Linked DNA regions of Mus musculus: region 1 is linked to region 2. Evidence: chromatin contacts called from public Micro-C data. All regions are on one chromosome and are shown on one strand. The core of a region is the stretch at or near the end of the contact, and the rest is flanking DNA. Distances in the headings are between cores, read along the strand shown.

What was found. Hi-C and Micro-C count contacts between places; a contact is called where the count stands out from the background.
Region 1: a contact with region 2 is called in a Micro-C map of the HL-1 cell line, with 5 times the contacts expected there. A contact is called at or near these places in 59 of 484 Hi-C or Micro-C datasets (the 63-12 cell line, the AML12 cell line, B cells and 28 more), 11 of 130 datasets of targeted methods (the NIH/3T3 cell line, astrocytes, embryonic basal ganglia and 5 more) and 1 of 9 other capture datasets (embryonic stem cells).

Annotation. Positions count from the first base shown.
Region 1 is chr19:24,697,938-24,700,637 of GRCm38.p6, reverse strand. The region is part of intron 10 of Pgm5 (phosphoglucomutase 5); the gene reads left to right. Among named protein-coding and RNA genes, the nearest start is that of Gm38581, 7.9 kb to the left of the region's middle.
Region 2 is chr19:24,299,912-24,302,611 of GRCm38.p6, reverse strand. The region is part of intron 14 of Pip5k1b (phosphatidylinositol-4-phosphate 5-kinase, type 1 beta); the gene reads left to right. Among named protein-coding and RNA genes, the nearest start is that of Fxn, 21 kb to the right of the region's middle.

The DNA of each region.
Region 1 (2,700 bases), core at 53-2,552, 400 kb before region 2:
CTCCCTAAACGGACTGCTGGTGTATCTGTGAAGTGTTTGTGAGTGGATCAAGCTGCTACTGCTGACCTGAAAACTGAATTGCTGATTTCCAGACCAGGTCTATATGAGCAACACAGAGAGGCTGGGATCCCAAGAGAATCACGTTTGTGGAGACCAAAACTTGGATTTCAAATTTTATCATGTCAGGATGTCTTTGGATAATTTTTTAAAAATCAGTTAATAGCATAAAATCATGTTTAGTTCATAGGCTATACCCAGCCTGAGTAGAGGCCAGGTTCAGATCAGGGACTGCATCATGTGAGCCTTCTGAACGTGACAGCTGCACAGGTTCCTGTGACATTAGTGATGCATAGATCCAAATGTCTTTGTCTGAAGATTTTATCTTATAAAAGGTAAAATTACAGGGCTGGGAAGAGGGATCTGTGGGTAAGGGCACTGGCTGCTCTTCCAGGTGACCTGGATTCAATTCTAAGCATCTATATGACAATTCACAGCTGTCTGTGACTCTAGTCCCAGGGGATCCAAGAACCCTCTTCTGGTCTCTGTAGGTACTGCATGTATGTGGTATATAGACATATGCTTAGACAAATACTAATACACATAAAATAAAAATAAGTGAAATATTTTTAAAAAGCAAAATTACACTAGTACTTATGTGTGTTTGTGAATCTGGATAAATTTCAAGATTTTTCAAAATCTGCAAAATTGGCCTAATGAGATTAAACATCTTAGCTTTTGATTATAACCAAACAGGGAAATGCTTTAAAATGTTTTTTGAAGTCTAAATTTTCAGGTATTTTGTTTCCTATTGGAAAGTTTCCTCCTCCTCCTCTTTTTCCTATGCCTCCTCCTCCTCCTTGTCCCCCTTCTCCCTTTCTTCCTTTCTTCCTTCTTTTTAAGCAGTAGCTTTGACATGATTTTTAGAGGAAAAATATTTTACCTACGCCAGAAAAAAAGGATTAAATGAAATGGAGAAAGAAAAGTCTAGTTGCCGTCTGTGTCAAACTGTTAGAACACGGACGGGCACTTCTCCAGCTGCCCAAGCTACACTGGTGTGAACAAACTTCCCTTGCAGGATTGTGAGGGACAGATGCCTTAAATGGTAACTCCCATACTCACTTCCAAATTCAGGATCCACCACAAGCAATGAGTCTGTCCTCAATGTCTATCCTTTGCTCTTAAGCATAACCTAGGGTCAGGATGGCCAGTGTGGTGTTCCCAAAATGCTGAGACACTTTGATGATGCAGTCCTGAGATCCTGCAGCTGGACGTGTCCTGCTGTTCTTCAGTCTGTGGGTGTTTGTTTCAGCGACTCAAGCTGTTCACTTCCGCTTGTGTTAACATTGTCTAAGTCATATTGACAGGGCTCAGGGATTTGCAGTTATTGAAAATTCACTTTTAGCTAGGAAAAAATGATAAGGAATTATAAAACAAGTATAATTATTGTTTATCAAACTACTTGGAAATTTCCCAACCCAAAGGATTCTTGGTTGGAGGCAACAGGCGCTGCTTAGAATTGCAGACTCATGCCTCCTCTCAGATCCACTGAACAGATCTGCACTGTCATAAGCTTGCAGGTGACTCACATGTACTTAAAAGTCAGAGAAGCCTTTAGTGGCTGGCCTTTGAGATCCTTATTTCTCCCTCTGCTTAGCAGGCTTGGCCTTCCTTCCAGATAAATCCTCAAATGCCAACCCAACTATCATGTACTTCCGAGGGCTCCTTAGCCTCCGCTGTTTCTTCCTACAGCTGGAAAATTACCAAGAGCACAGAAAACAACCCAAGAAAAAAAGTTGTCTCCGAGGCCCTCGGAAGATTTATTTCTGCTTTCCAGGTCAATTCACAGAAAGGAAAACAGGAAGACCAGTTTCACTTTGCATCTCCATAGAAACCTTACCTCAGTGTCAATCCACAAGTGAGCTTGTTTTCTTTGCATGCTATCTTAGCTAAGCTGCGAGACTCAAAATAAGCCCTGGATGAGGTGAAGAAACTTCTAATTTGATGTTTTTCCAAGACACGGAAGTCTTGCTAAATTTGTTGGTAGACAGTCTAGCACAACTCGCATTACAAGGAGAAGAGCAATTATTTAAAACACTAAGGGTTTGTATGACAGCTGAGTCTTAAAGGCACAGAACGTGAGAAGAACCATGCTCCTGTGACTGAGGACACATAAAGTGCATAGTGGCCCTCCAGGAACCCCACTGATGGCTTTGCACTGCAGGGAAGACTCCTTGGCTGTGGGTTCCCTTCCCATCCTCTGGTGCTATGGTGTTGGACTGCAGGTACAAAAAACATGGAGATGCTCTGCCACCTCTGAAAACTGCCCTGGTGTACCCAGAGTACCTTCCAGTCTGGCACAGAATTACTTAAAACCAACCCATCTTCCTAGGTCTTATCCTCTAGTGCTACAATTCCAGACTAGCAGGAAGTGAAGCCTAATTCTGACCCCTTTTGTCTCCAGATCTCTTCCAGCTGACTAGCCCTGTTAGAAAGCAGCATCCTCTAGGCGATACAGACAGGGACATCAGCTGTGCAAAACAGGCTCTGGGAGAACAACTGTACAGAGAGCCTGTTAACTCTCCCCAAGATAAGCAGTGTCACCAGTCCAGGTTGACCTCAGGAAGGGCTGGCTTGAAGGGACAAGGTGGTGCTTCTAACATGGAGGCAATGAAGGTCCTTGCCTAGGCCTCCACAGTTCCT
Region 2 (2,700 bases), core at 47-2,546:
GCTTCCTGGCTCATTTGCAAATATTCAAATCCAAGGGAGATGGTTTTTTAAGATGGCTTTATCCAGTGTGACCAAAGATGTTTCCTGTTGAATGCTGAGCTGATGAGCCACAGATTGGGGTATTGAAAAGCAAACAACAGAACTGAGTGGGCCGCACTGATGGGAAATGCGAGCTTCTGCCGTTCTCCTAGCGGGATGGTCGCGTGGATATCAGCCCCCGATGCTGCCTGTCACCCTGGGATGCTAAGGCAGCCTGCCTGGGGAGGGGAACCAACAAAAAGCCATTCCCACTGGGAAATGGAGTGGGAGAGAGTGCCCTTTCGTGGCTCCCAGGGAACGGGTTGTCAGTGAGAGGTGAAGGAATTGCATTCTTATTAACAGAGAAATCTAAAGGATGGCTGCCACCCAACAGCGACTTCTCTCCTTCTGTTACTCAATCCCATTGCCTTTACACTGGCCACATTAGCATCCTCTCAATAACACGCCCTTTATCTGTGAAAGTGCTTCTGCAAAATGGCTGTTTGAAGTGCAAAAATAACTGCATGTAAGGAAAAGAAACAGTTAAACCCCACCCCACCCCCAATTCTCTGCCATACTAGTATTGGAGATTAGTGTGCTGACCTACTGTCAGCCCTTGGACAGCTTGATTATTCGGTGTGTTTGGGGTTGTTAATGCTACCCTTTGATCATGGGAAGAAGGGTGGCAAAGAAGTGAGCGTGGTTGAATAAACAGCTGCCACGCCATGGTGTGGGAGGAAAGCCTGAGAAAATACCAAGACAAACGCTCAACAAATTAGGTCACAGGGGTCTTAGAAAACTCAAAGCAGGGGCTTTGGCAAAAAGAAGCTGAGTTTCTGAACTTGAATCCTTAGGCTTGGAGGTGAATGATGCCTCCCCGGCCACACCGCATCAGTAAGGGTCTCTAATCTTTACCTGCTTAAGCCAGTACCGGCTGCCCCAGGGGGTGTTGATTGGAAACTCTGGCATTCCCACTGCCTCTCCCGAGGGAGCTGGATTCCCAGGTCTAGGTTACTCCAGGTCTAGGGGATCTAGTGCCCTCTTCTGGCCTCTCCAGGCACCAAACATGCACAGATACACATGCAGACAAATACGTATGCATATAAAATAATAAAATAAAATTTAAAAATATAAACAAAGCTGACCAAGTCTGACAGTACATGAGAAGGGGTCCAGGGGAGGAGCCTGAAGGCCTGGCTTTCCTTTGTTTGTTGGCCTGTATTACTCTCCTGCTGTAAGAAATTATCACAAACTGTGTGGCTTAAGCAACAGAAATGTGTCACCTCCTAGAGGCCCTGGGTCTGAACACAACATACCCACAGTGCCTTGCTCCCAGAGCGGATGTGAGGACAGATCGCTACCTGTGCTTGCAACCTCTCTGGGCTTCATATGTTTACTGGTAGTCGGAATCACTTTTCCTCTGATTCTGAAAGCAAGCCCCTATGATTGACAGCCACAAACTCACTGATCGGTGTCCCTCCTTTCCACAAACCCTCTGCTGCCACCTACTGGTGAAAAGGCAGCTCTGCCCATGGGTCTGGGGGAGTGACTGAAGGCTCTATTGAAACCTAATGAAGAGTGAGTATGGGGCTCAATAACCTGTTTCCTCTTGGTGCACTTGACCACATTCTTCCAGCATAATGCATCTCAGCTCATCAGGTAGCAGAGTCTTTGGGCATCAAAGGCATCTCATACCACAGGCCTAGCATCTGCCGTCTCAGGTTGGCCTGGAGGCTGCAGTTAGAATCGTGCAAAACAGAGAGGAGAGAGGCTCATCTCTCAGACTCCAGCATGCGCTTCTCACCCACTTTAGTCTCTGGGAAAGCCTCCTCTTGACCCTTTAATCCAGCATAGAAAATGCCACTTCTGCAGTTGAGACAGCAAGGGTAACACTTGATCTTAGCCAAAAGGCCGAGAAGCGTCAGCAAGTGTAACATAGTAGCAACAAACACCCAGTGCTCCAGGCCTCCCTTATGCTGTCTGTGACCTATCCTGCTTAGGGGAGTAGGATTAAATATAATAAAATGAAAATATGGATAATTTAAAGACAAGAGTATTCTTTAAATCCGTGGGGCTCCTGGCCACTGTTTCTTTTTGCTAGAGCTGTCACAGCCAAGCACTAGGATAAGTCACTTTAGAGTGTAGGAAGGTCTTCTTTCGTGTCTCTATAGACTGGGAGTTAGTTCACAGTCAGGTGTCAGTGGGGTCCCTAGCTCCATTTCCAGAGAATCTGTGTAGGCCTCTCTACTTGGCTTACAGATAACTGTCTACTCCCTGGGTCTACACAATGTCTACTCTGTGTGTGTCTGTGTGGTCCAAACTCCCTGTGTCTAGAACAGTAGTTCTCAACCTTCCTAATACCATGACCCTTTAATACAATTCATATTGTGGTGATGTCCCAACAAATAAAATTATTTTCATTGCTACTTCATAACTGTAATTTTGCTACTGTTATGAATTATAATGTAAACATCTGTGGGTTTTTTTTTGATGGTCTTAGGCAACACCTGTGAAAGGGTCATTTGTGCCCCACCCCCACCCAAAGGGTCACAACCCGCTGATTAAGAACCATTGCTCGGGCTGGTGAGATGGCTCAGTGGGTTAGAGCACCCGACTGCTCTTCCGAAGGTCCAGAGTTCAAATCCCAGCAACCACATGGTGGCTCACAACCATCCGTAACAA